Regions from separate parts of the Rattus norvegicus genome. Here region 2 is linked to region 1. A link is a contact called in public Hi-C data. All regions are on one chromosome and are shown on one strand. Each heading gives the region's core, a stretch centred on a gene start, on an enhancer-like site or on the middle of the called end of the contact. The rest is flanking DNA. Distances are from core to core; before and after follow the strand shown.

Region 1 (6,123 bases), core at 2,110-4,609:
AAAGAGGGAGGGAGAGAGAGAGGGAGAGGGAGAGAGAGGGAAGAGGGAGAGAGGGAGAAGGAGAGGGAGAGAGATAGGGAGAGGGAGAGGGAGAGGGAGACAGACTCATAGGGCCCTAGTGCAAAATAGGAATAAAGAGAAATATCTGCCTCTAGTACTGAGATAGAGCACCCCTACCCTCCTACCCTCACCAAAAAGAAGTTGCTCCTGCAAGACCCTGGACGTCTAAGAGCTTAGAACCCAACCTTGGAGGAAAGCTGTTGTAACCGGTAGAGGGACAGGTGATTCCAGCTGGAAACCTGCTTTCTGGAATTTGCCAGAAGTCCGCACAACAGAATCTGCTGAAAATGCATCTTTTGCAGTATCAGGAGAAACGGTTGAGGGAGAACACTTGCTCCAAAGCCACCTAACCATGGATTGAAGGGAGCTGCTGGCTGCCGCCTCCTCCTGCTCCTTGTCCTTTGGGGAATGACCCTGTGCACACACTGGACTAGGAGGCAAACTTCTTTGTCTTGGAATCTTTCCAGGGCTCTCTATTGATGAACCCTTTCTCTCAGCTGGAAAATATTTAAAGGGCCCAGATTCAGTTTTCCTGAGCAGACAAGGAAAAAGTTAGGACGAGGGTTAATAAATCAGTCAGAGCCATGTCTGCTGGCAAATTCTCTTATATTGGCACTTACTATGTGCTCAGTTGGAAAGTGGTTTTAAAAAATGGTTTATAACCTCTAACCTTAGTAAAAGGTATGCTTGGGATGGCGTCTGACACTTTTGAGATGGAACCAGGCTAGGCCTGGCTTTTGTAAACCATTGGTGCCACCAAAGCCACCTCATACAAAAACTCTGGAGTCACCCACTCTGTGGGGGGAATGGAATAAGCCGCTAACCCATTTCCCAGATTGGGTCAACAGTTTGTGAGAAGCCTGAGAAGCAAGGGTAGGACAGAGAGGGACAAAATCAACATTCAGCGTGCCGGGGCAGGGCTGAGGGATGTGTTGGCCCATTTGACATCTCTTAGGTCCATGTTACAAATGATGTAGATCTGTCACAAGGCTAAAATGTGACACACACACACAGGCTGCAGTTTAAAAGTGTACTTAAAAAATGAGAAACACCCTGTCTTCTCCAGCCACTTTCTCTTGATAGAAAACTGGTAAGAGAGGTTAAGAGGAAAGGTCTCTCCTATAAGCTGATATTTCCGACCAGCAAAGTTTCTTTCCACTCCCACCCTTTCAATAGCCCTTCAGGCTCTAGCATTAAACTTCTTGTTTCCTGTCCCAGGAAATGACTGCATGGAATTTCAGTAAGTTGGATCCTAATGACCCAGACACTTTCTATACTGAGAACACAAAGCTTGGATTTGCCAAGGCTATCAGCAAGCATTTACTGAGCACCAGCTACATGCCAGGCACCATCCAGGGCATTGGAGCCCAGCCCTGACTAAACCAAGTCCCAGTTCTCATGGAACTTACTACCGTTTGGACTGAAATAGAGAAAGAACATGGAATTTCCCACAGAGACACTGTGGTAATAATCCACTAGAAAGTTCCAGGGAAAGCAAATAAGCAACCTCAGAAAGACAGTGGCTGTTCCTGTTCTGAGACTCAATGTCCTAGTGCAGACATGGTTATCACTCAAGCCTTCTGAGAACGATTCAGAACACTGCTGTACAATGGCTATCTGTGAGCTTCAGGAAATAACATAGGGCCAGCAAGATAGCTCAACAGGTATATGTACTTGTCACTTGATCTCCCGGGTTTGTGAACACACACACACACACACACACACACACACACACACACTCACTCACCCACTCCCAACACTAAATGTTAAAAAATTTTCAAAATTTAGAAGGTTTTTTAAACAGGCCAAGATAAAGACATTTTGCTTAACTGATATATTTTTTAAAAATGCAGTCCAAATATGCAATCATTTTGAGCTTAAAAAAAAAAACCTCCCCTCATGTGTTCAAAATCCTTTTTATATGAATCCCCTTTATTCTGGATTGGCTACATTTTAATAATTGGGTATGGGTCAGAAGCAAGTCCTCCATCCTCTTATTTTGGAAATGAAAATTATTTACAGAACGAAAGCATTGTATGAGTCTCAGGTCTGGATTTTTGATAAGACTACTGCATTCTTTCTTTGCCCTGGTGTCCTCAGTGGGCAGTATTAGTTGAGGTCCACAGGATGCCTTGAATTGGGCCGAGGAAAGCGCTATCATTAGGAAAAACGGGTTTCCCACTTTTGTTGAACCAACAGCACCGAATTCGAGTTAGAGTGGGACTCAAATGAAAATACTGCCGTGGGCTGCCTCTCCCGGGTTCTGACCTTCTTCCCTAGGCCATCACAGGCTCAAGGCCCTACTGTCCACACACGGACCCTCTTTCAACCTGAGTGTAACTTGACTGGTGCCTCTGAAGAAAGGGAATGTTAGAGTCTGCGGGCCCGGAGGCCCTAGGACCGGCACAGCGCACGCCTCCCGGCTGCGGCTCTAAACCCGGCCGACCGCGTCCGCGCTCACGCGGAAAATTATGCCGGTTCCAGCAGCGCGTAAAATGGATGTGAACCGCACGGAGTGGGATCAGCGCGATCCTCCCTCTCTTGTCTCAACAGGGGTTTCGGCGCGTTGCACAAGGCCGAGCTTGTCTCTTTACGGAGACATCGGGCCCTAATTAGTGCGCACCCCGGCGCGGCGCCTAGCCCGGGCTCCGCGGCGAGCGGGAGACGAGCCTCGGAGGGCGTCTTCGGACCGGCCTGCAGGCTCACGGCCGCCGCCATCGCCGCCGAAACCTGCTTCTAAAGATGCAGCCAGGGCAGCAGCGACAGCAGCCGCCGCTGCTCGCCACCCCACGTTACTTTGATTGACAGCTGAACAAATGTTTCCGCGGTTCGAACGCTCGCGCTAGGGAACAGCGGCCAGGGCGAGGCTCCGCCCTGGGCGGGCCGCTGCGCCCCGCCCCCGCCAGCACCAATTCTTTGCACTTATTGGTCGGAGCTCCTCGTCACGCCCTGTCCCCACGTGGGTCTAGCCTGTCAGGCCCCGCCCTCCTGGCTTGCCATTTGTCAGCGGTGAAATGATGGGCAGTAACACAGAACGGCGATTAATGTTCAGCCATCTCCGATTGGTTGATGCGGTGCCCTCGCGCCGCGGGAGGGTGGGGCTCCTGGAGAGCGCCGCGGAGAGCGCGCGGGGCTAGCCGGAGACTGTAGTCAATCTGGAGGCATCCTTGGCCACGGTGGCCACGCGAGGACTACATCTCCCGGGATGCTTCTTGGGCCCTCCGCGGATGGTCGTGAATATGTATCAGAATGTTAATGATTAGCTGCTGCTAAATTTGGTCAAAGAAGTCACCTACACAGAGCGCGTTGTTAGAGCCGTTCCGAGCGGGCGTTCGGCTGTTGGCTGCCTTCTTCCCCCTCTTACACACTCGTGTATTATTTTGAGGTGGTGTTCGCAGAGTTTGAAAGAGAATTTTAAAAAGCCGCAAGCGTTTCGCTCTTTTATTTTTATAATCCCCTTCAATTTGGGGCTAAAAAAACAGGAAGGAAGAAAAGGAAATGAAATGTGGTAAAAGAAGCTAAAAGGTGCCTTTTAAAAGATCGTTGCTGTGAAGTGAAAAATCTCCAGAGAACCCCCAAGCGCCGCGAGACCTCTTCCGAACCAAAGGAGTTTGAGCTAGCTCTCAGGGAAGAAGCGACCATTCATTCCGAGGAATAGCAGCCAATTAAAAGACAAATAAAAAAAGTTTGGAGTGGGGCGCAAGCAGGCGGGCGGCGCTCGGCGGGCGCGGGGCTCGGCGGGCGCAGGACGGACGGTGCCCGCCGCCCTCAGTGACGCCCGCGGGGAATGCGGAGCCGGCCGCCCGCGCTCAGCCGCCGCGCCTGCCTGCCGCCCGCGTCACGCGAGACCCGCAGGCCCGGGACGCCGCCGCGGGGCCCTCGAAGCGGATGAGCCGCGCGCCTCTGCCTGGCGCAGCCAACTAAAGCGGCGTGGATGATTCGCGACCTGAGCAAGATGTACCCGCAGACGCGCCACCCGGTGAGTGGCGCCGCGCCCGCACCCCTGTCCGCGGCCGGCCGCTCCGAGAGTGCGGGAGGCGACCGACTTGTAGCCATTTTCTTATTGTTGTCTCTGAAGCCCCGGGAAGCCGCGCGCCGCCGCTCTCCGCCCGCGCGGCTCTCCCGAGGGGGGCGAGCCGGGCGACGCGAGTCTGCGAGGTGGAGGGCGCCGGCGGCCACAGGCCGGACTAGCTCGGCTAGCTGACGGCCGCTCGACGCCATGGCGCGGCTGCCCCCGACGGGCCACTTTCGATTCCGGGTAGAGAGGGATGGGAGAGCCGGGCCGGGGGTTCGGGGGTTGTGCGGGGGGGGGTGTGCGGGGGCCAGGCTGAGAAGCTGAGCTGAGAGAGGCCGCCCGGAGGGTGCCGGATCCCAACCGGCGAGCGAGAGGCGGGAGCGGCGCGACGACCCCCCACCCCACGCCGCGGGCAGTCCACCCCCCACCTGCGATGTGGGCTAATTAAATATTTTATTGTTGTTCTTTAGGCACCGCATCAGCCTGCTCAACCCTTCAAATTTACAATTTCAGAATCCTGTGATCGGATTAAGGAAGAGTTTCAGTTTTTACAGGCTCAATACCACAGGTAACGATATTGACTTTAGCTGATCCTTCTGTTTGCTTAGCTCTTGTCTTACCCCCCTCCAACACTACTCCCCCTCCTTTGCCTCCCCCCCCCCACCAAGGTATTACCATTTCCCCCCACTGTGGGCAGAAAAGGCAAGTCAGGGCCTCTTTTTCCTTTAGGCAGGTGTAAAGAAATTAAGCATTTCTTCTCCTGTAAACAGAAAAGGGAACCAGAACAATCGAAACTGAGGAGACTTGGAAAACGCTGAGGCCAAACTTTCGATATTGATTTATTGGGTTAGGAGAATGGAAGGTTGGGAAGATTCTGGGGCCCTTTGACTTCTTGGTTCTTTATTACTCAGGGCTTGATTTCTTCCTTCTGCCATTCCGTGGCATAATTTGAGAGCCAGGGGAAGTAAGCAGTGAGCCATTTCATTACTTTTATTAAAAAACAAAACCAAAAACCAAAACCAAAACAAAAAACTCCAATGCTTTCATCTTCGAGGTTCTTCCGACTTGGAGTGCTTTTGAAACGTGTTTGTTTCACTGGGTCCTTAATGATGCAGAATTCTTAATGCATAAATGCAAGAGCCCAAACAAGCTGCTGGACCAGATCACCACCTCCCCACCCCCACATGGTATTCAATTTGTCTGTATTTTTTTTTTTTTTTTGAGGGAAAAAAATGTTAGTCCTAAGACTGTTGATTCTGATCTTCATTAATCTCATAGATTATTAAAGGTAAACCTTCCCTGTAGCATTTTCATAGACCTAAGTTTGCTTATTATATATATATATGTATATATATATAATTATTATCGACATTTATTTCCTTGTTCTAGTAAGTGAATTTAGTGAAGAATATTCAATTCTGGGTGAAGTCGCAGAATTCAATTGGCTAGAGGGACTATTTCTTTAAAACATAAACCCCTCTTTCTCAACCCCCACAGTTTAACCTTATCAAAGAGGCAAGCCCAAGCTGGTTCTTGTCACTCATTTCTCTCTCCTCCCTTTCAATAGTAAAGTGCTGTTTAATATCATTGATTTGACAGTAAGAGGTGATGATTTACAGGAAGGGATGTGGATTTGGAGTTGAAGGATAGAAGTTAAGTTCTACACTGTACTTAGTCGGTTTTGTGTCTTGACTAGTCTGAAGCTGGAATGTGAGAAGCTGGCCAGTGAGAAGACAGAGATGCAGCGGCATTATGTCATGGTAAGAGGACTGTGTCACAGAATCAAAGTGCTCATTAGCTGGGGAGACCGAAAGCAAGAATAAGCTTTAAACCGCTGCAGGCTGCAGGCTCCATCACAGTGGCCCTGCTAGTGTTGTTGGGGTTGTGGGTCTGTGTCCATTAGCAACCTGTAATTCTAGGTGGTTATAACTTGGCCTTCGCAACCAGCTTTGATTTAAATTTTCAAAAAGTTCAGTTGCATGGGGTATAATTTTCCGAGCTTTGTTTTTACAGATTTAAAAAAAAAATGGAAAAAAGAACTCATTTAT
Region 2 (6,699 bases), core at 3,881-6,380, 78 kb before region 1:
ATATGCTTGCTGCTTCCCAAACTCCCAGTTATTATCTAAGAACCCATCATTTATGTTCCAGTTGTGCTGAGGTAGAACTCATACACAAAGCTGCACATATTTATTACATCCAACCTGAGAGGTTTAGACATGTTCATATGCCCATAATAGCAGTCATTATCATTACAGTCAAAGGGGAAAAAAGCCATGTCCTTCATTTCTAAAAGTCAGTTGTACCCATTTTTAAATAGCTCTTGGTAGTAACAACAATTATCGTAAGATTTACCTTCTACCACCTCATGTACCCAGGCAAGAAGCCCAATGAAGCAATAGGGATGCTAACTCGCCCATAAAACTTTCAACCCTAAACCTACCCTGTCTACAAGAAATGCAGGGGTGGGGGATTGAGCCAAGACTGGGGGGAACAGCCAACCAATTACCAGCCCAACTTGAGACCCTTCCCATGGGCAAGCACCAACCCCTGACACTGTTAATGATACTCTGTTATGCTTGCAGACAGGAATCCAGCATGATTGTTCGCTGAGAGACTCCAACCACCAGCTAACTCAGACAGATGCAGACACCCACAGCCAAACAGTAGATGGAGCTTCAAGACTCTTATGGAAGAATAGGAGGAAAGATTGCAGCCCCTAAGACACTAGGAACTCCACAGGAAGACCAATAGAATCAACTAACCTGGACCCTTGGGGTTCTCATGGACTGAATCACTAACCAAAGAACACACATGGGCTAGACCTAGGTATCCCCATACATATGTAACAGATGTACAGCTTGGTTTTCATGTGGGTCCTGAATAAATGGAGCAGGGGCTATCCCAAAAGCTGTTGCCTCTATGTGGGATACGTTCTTCTAGGTTGGCTACCTTTTCTGGCCTCAGTAGGAGAGGATGCACCTACCTTCACAGACTTGATGTGCCAGGGTGGGGGAATACCCAGGACATCCCTACTTGCTCAGAAGAGAAGGAGAGGTAAGATGAAAGGAAGGATTGTGTAAGGAGGGGGGGGGTGACTGGAAAAGAGGCAGTGATTGGGATGTAAAGTAAAAAAAGTCTTAAAAAGTAAATAATAATAAATACAAATGAATGAAAATTTACCCTCTGAACAAAATTTTAGGAACGCGTTACCATAGTACTAACTATATAGCAGTATGTAGTACAACAGACATCTAAAGCTTCTCATTAGATATACCAGCTGTATATCCATCAAGCCACTCCCCTTTCAACCTGCCCCATCCTACCCCCTGATGATTGCCAGTCTTCCCTGTTCCTTCCATCCATTGCTCTCCATTGTGCCAACCGTCTTCCCTCCTTTTCCCCTCATCCTTTCTTTCCTCCCCTTAAGCCTTGACTATGAGCATGTAAATATTTCCTATGTATTTTCTTGCATTCCTCACTCCCAGACTCTCAGTTGGCTTTAGAGGAAAGAGAATGTTTTACAAAAAATTAAAATGGATTTGTTTGTTTTGTTTGACTCATTACATGACAGCTAACTGCATGTTAGAAAACTAATGTTTTCTTCTCTGAAGAAAATCCAAAGGAGAGAGCACTCTCGGGCTTCTCCCAGCAGTCACTCAGCAGCATATAAAGACACCGCCACCTGGGCAGTGGAGGAAAATATTTCATTTAGTGTGCGAAAGCCATGAGTGTCTCTCAGCATCTGACAGTGTGCAGCGTCCCTGACACAAAGAATCATCTGACCTTAGATCTCAACAGGGCAGAGTATGGCAAAACCTAACTCAGGGAGAATTAGGATAACTCTAAACTCAGGAACAGCTGAAGTCTTAATTAAGCCAGTCTCTTGTCCTTTCTCATCACTTTTAGACTTCCCTGTCCTCAAACTCCATTCCCAGTTTTTGCACTATTTCACAGATTATGTTGAGCGGGGCAGGACCTGTCATCCATAAGGAAGACCTGCAGTCTAAGTATCTCCAGCTCAGAGAAGAGTGGCAGGAAACCCATGTGCTTATACTCCTGAAACCTTAGTGATTAAAAGTGGGGGAGAGAAAAAAACCACTCTTTTTAATCTCTTTCTTCCTCCTCTCCGTCCCCCCACCTTTCTTTTTCTCTCTGCCCCTCTCTCAGTTTATTTAAGCATCATTAGAAAAAGGGTGACTATTTCTCTGTCCCTACAAGCTGCAGGGTTATGTATAATAAAGATAACATGAGATAAGAATGCTTTGTGGCCAGCTGGCTTACTGACTACCTATGTATGTCCACTCCCACACCAACTCTGCAGTCGTCCAGTTGAAATAAATGGTCATAGCGATGAATACTGGAGGTAGGCCAGTTGGGAAAACTAATGTCCTGAGAGGCAGAAACTAGGAGGACAGGTTTATTTAAAAATGAAAGAATGCTTCCTGAATGGGAACAAAATATACTCATGGTTCCCATGTGGGATGAACCTGGTACATCTATTTCCAATTTGAAGGCAAGAGTAGACATGTGTATATATATATATAACAGAACCTACATTTCCTCCCATCAAATCATTTTTCTTATTCCCTTTGTCCATGTGGCCCAATTAGATACCTGACTATAGAGCTAGGGATGAATCAGAGGCCCCGCCCACTCCATCCTCAGCTCCTCTTGACCTCCACATGGCTCAACACAGAACACAAGCGAAAGGGCAGCTCAATAATGGGGTTCTCCCAGCATTCACTCTGAGGGAACAAGCTAGAAAGAGGCCGTTTTTATTCCCATTGACTTGAGGCTATGAGATAATTAGCCGAAGCTGACATGATACACGAAAGAGAAGCAAATATTCTGAGCGGCAGAGATAGCTTTGTGGTTAAAAGTACTTGCCATACAAGCAGGAGGACCTGAGTTTAGATCCCTACCACTTCCATCAAATCTGGGTGTGGCTACATGTACCTGCAACCCCCATACTGGGTTGGAAGTAGGGAGTAGGAACAGAGGCTCACTGGCCAATCAGCTAACCTAGCTGAAATGGTGAGCCCCAGGTTCAGTAGGAGATCCTGTCTCAAGGGAAAAGATGAAGTGTTATAAAGCAAGATACATGACGTCCACCTCTTCTCTCTGTACATGCTCACATGCATGTGCATACATACATACATACATACATACATACATACATACATACACACACAGTCAGCATTTACATCTCTGAACACTGAGATGTGTAAAGGACAAGCAGATACTAATGGAATTATTTGATCATGCCTAATTTTTAGATTTCTTAGTTACTTGGGCCAATAAATTTCATCATGGCCATGCTTTACATGAGAAAAGGCCCTAAGTAAACAACGACATCAACCCTGGACTTGTCACCTCAATCTAACCCTGAAGAAAATAATCTCTCCTAATCCTGGATACTTAATGCAGTCCTTTATTTTCTTCCTAAATTATACGCTTCTGGTCTCATTTGTTCTGCTTCTCTGTTTGCATTTGAAAGCATTTCCTGTTTGTCATAGATAAAATGTCATGGTGAAGTGATGCTACAAACGAGATTATAAGTGAACCATCATCGTGTAAAAACATGATTTCCATGCTTACCTGACCAAATCCTTGGAAAGGCTCACCCTAACTGAATCCAATTTCTAAGTAATGACTAAAAATAACAACAGAATTTTGTCAATAGATTCTACCTTTTGTTAGTACTTGGCTGATTTTCACATATAGCCGTAATACACTGCGTGTGGTTGTAGGCCTCCCATACATACCAAAATCCAAGGGTGCGCAAGTCCTTTTTATAAGATAGTACGCCTTTTCCATATAGCTTTGTGTATCTCCCCATGCTTTGGATTATCTCTGGATTACTCCTAGTACCAAATGAGATATTATGCCAGTCTAAAGAACAGTGATAAAGAAGAGCTTGTAATAGGCCATTACAGCACATTCTTGCCACTGTTGATCCAAGATTGGTTGACTCCAACAAAGTCAGGCCCTGCAGGTCCAGAGGGAAATAGTGCTATGACAATTGTCTTCTGGATTAGCTTATTTGAGCCTTCATCTATAATGTAGACTTCACTTTTCTATTTTACAGAGGAGAAACCTGAGACATAGCAGGGGTTACTCAGCAAGATACCATGGGTCATGAATCTAACAGGTAGCAGCAGTACAGAGAATCAGATGGGACTCCAGATTCTGTGACCTTCACAACCCTCTCTCGCTTCACAAGAACACCCAGGCAGAAGTAAGTCTCTGGGCAGCAAGTTTCCTTAACAGTCAAATAGTGAAAAATCAAGGCTAGGCACTATTACTCATCTTTCCAAGGACATCCATCCATAATGCAATCCCTTGATGGCATTGGCAGGGAATCATTTTAAGATTTAAAAGTTTGCAGATGAAAATATCCCAGAGTTGGTACCCACTAAAAGATGTGAGTGCAGTGACTCCAAACTCCCAGCCTGCTATCTCTAGGTCTGCTTTACCACTGCAAAGAGGAGAGGGAGTGAAGAGGGGTGATAGCAGTGATTATCGGGGTCCCTGCTATGTTCATTAAAATGGCCCTTCATGTCCATGTGCCTCAAACGATTTGCTTGTTAGATCCAAACCTTCCACGGTTACCGGGTGGGTGTGAATGTAAATGTTTTGCAAAGGGGTACATAACACGAAAATGCAACTAGCTGAGAGGCTGATTAAAAATTCTGAGTAATACAGAAGGTCATTCTCCTTTTCTTCCTCGTAGGACTGTGTGTTTGCACTTGGCAGGCATACACACTGTGGCCATTATCCCTGCTCTGGGGCAGCGACCAATGGGTTTGGTGTGACTAAGAAAGAAAGCGCTTAGAGCTGAGCTCTTGGTGGCCCGCTTAACCTTTTGGCTGAGTCCAGTTGCCCCGCTGACACCTAAATGGACTCAAGAGAAGCCAGAGAGCTTTGTGAATATGCAGGACTTTCCTTAGAGGGCCACAATAGGCCCCATGACTAAAAGAAAATTAGGTTCCTCAGCAGCAAACTGCCCTGTAAAGGCAGGAGGGGGCAGGATTCCAGAGGAGCGAAGGGGTGAGAAAGCAATACATTTCAAACTGCTCTTCCTAATTCTAACCCCAAAACTAGGGTCGTAAATGACAGCAGAGACTTTCAGATACGTCTTGCTTGCCTGGTAGTCATCTTCTAGCCCATAGCCTCTGTGTGTGTTTGTTTTTCTTTAACTGCCTTGGGATCTTTGGACCGTCTTGGGTATGCTGGGCCACTCTTGCATGTTTGTATGGCTCCAGCTTGTTGCAGTTGCTGACCTGACTGGATCATGCACTGCTTTGATCACTTAAAAATGAAAGCCGTTTTTATTGCAAATTGTACTGGAATGATTTCAAAACTAAACAAACCACAAGGGCTTGTTCTATTTATTCTTTATTACTCGCACATTTAAAGGAACACAAAGGCTCTCGTTCCCTCATGCCCTCAAAGACGAATGCTCAGGATATTCTTTTGAAATCACCCTCTCTTTTCACATGTGAGGCAAAACCCTGGCGAGAGTGCGCCCGAAAACGGTCAACAGGTTGGCATTCTCCATATATACAGGACATCTTGAATGACTTCACTATGTCCTTGCCTGGGTCTGGGTTACAAAGTTGGGAGAACCTGTCTAAAATCTAGCACTGTATGGTCATGTATCATTGGGCACAATAGATGAACTCTGATTTTTACTTACACGTAAAGTGGAGGTTAAAACCCTGTCTCTTTTAATGCAGGTTTTAAAAGAAAATAAGTAGATATGATTTGTATTTGTAGTGTTATTTTCAACTTACAAATGAGGAAACTGGACTGTAAGAAAATCAACTACTACTACTACAGCTACTCATAGATCGACACAGGTCAAGGTGCAAAGACCAGTCCTGCTTTGGTCTAATGGTCATTTTTTTCCTCTTCTCTTCATAGGAAAGAGTTAGAGAAAGGAGAATTTCATCACCTTGTGTCCCTAACACCCCCTAAAAAAGGATCAGCACAGAGTCCTCCTTATGAAAACATTTTAAAGTTGTCATTTTCTCTATCTCATTTTTTTTATTAAAATGTCCCCTAATTAACAGATACTATGAGGACAATGACTTGAGAGGCCAAGGCTTTAAAGGCACTATTTGCACAATGAGGTATCTGTGGCAAGAGTTGCTTCCTTTGGTCTTTTTGATCAAGAGTGGTGGTTGCCTTATCTCCTCCATGCTGTAGTCAATAGGTTATTAAAAGGCACCAAATACCCTAACAGCCTCCTACTGTTGATTTTCTGCCAGAATTTCCAAGTTAATGAGGAAGAGGGTCAAGGGGATTTATTCCTCTGCTTCAGGAAATCCACAAACAATATTAAAAGAGAAGTTGGTGGCAGATTAAGAAACTTTTAATAACCTTGTGCAAACCTTCCAGACACTCATTACTCAGTACAGGTGACTGAAATATGCAATCTCAAAATATGCTTTGGGAGTTCGTGGAGAGCCAGAGGCTGGGGGGCTGGGGGGAGTCAGGGTTGGGGGAAGGGGTAGACCAAGGAGGTCAGTGAGAGAGTCAGCTCCACTTTCAGAAAAATTACTTTTAATACTAAAATAATTACATAAGGAGGAATGGCAGAGACCTTGGAGGGCTTTGCACACATAGTGTCTTGAAAGCCACTAACCAGAGACCATTGGTGACTCATCTGATGCAAGTATGATTCTTCCCCACACCACCACCACCACCACCACCACCACCACCACCACCACCACCACCACCACCATCACCACCACCATCTCTCTCTGCCTCTCTGCTCGTCC

What was found. A called contact is a pair of places that touch in the nucleus more often than the background predicts.
Region 2: a Hi-C map of frontal cortex shows a contact between it and region 1, with 2.6 times the contacts expected there. The contact joins the enhancer-like site here to the promoter of Tle4 in region 1. A contact is called at or near these places in 3 of 12 Hi-C or Micro-C datasets (Schwann cells, frontal cortex and liver) and 1 of 1 datasets of contacts at active chromatin or transcription factors (oligodendrocytes).

Annotation. Positions count from the first base shown.
Region 1 is chr1:221,220,062-221,226,184 of GRCr8, reverse strand. Tle4 (TLE family member 4, transcriptional corepressor) reads left to right here and starts at 3,359. Exons shown (of 20, transcript NM_001414041.1): 1 at 3,359-4,039; 2 at 4,546-4,643; 3 at 5,772-5,835. The coding sequence starts at 3,995.
Region 2 is chr1:221,298,917-221,305,615 of GRCr8, reverse strand. No RefSeq gene overlaps it. Among named protein-coding and RNA genes, the nearest start is that of Tle4, 79 kb to the right of the region's middle. Within about 2 kb of position 5,130, at least 31 of the 93 cell types and tissues checked have an H3K27ac peak or open chromatin away from gene starts, as enhancers often do.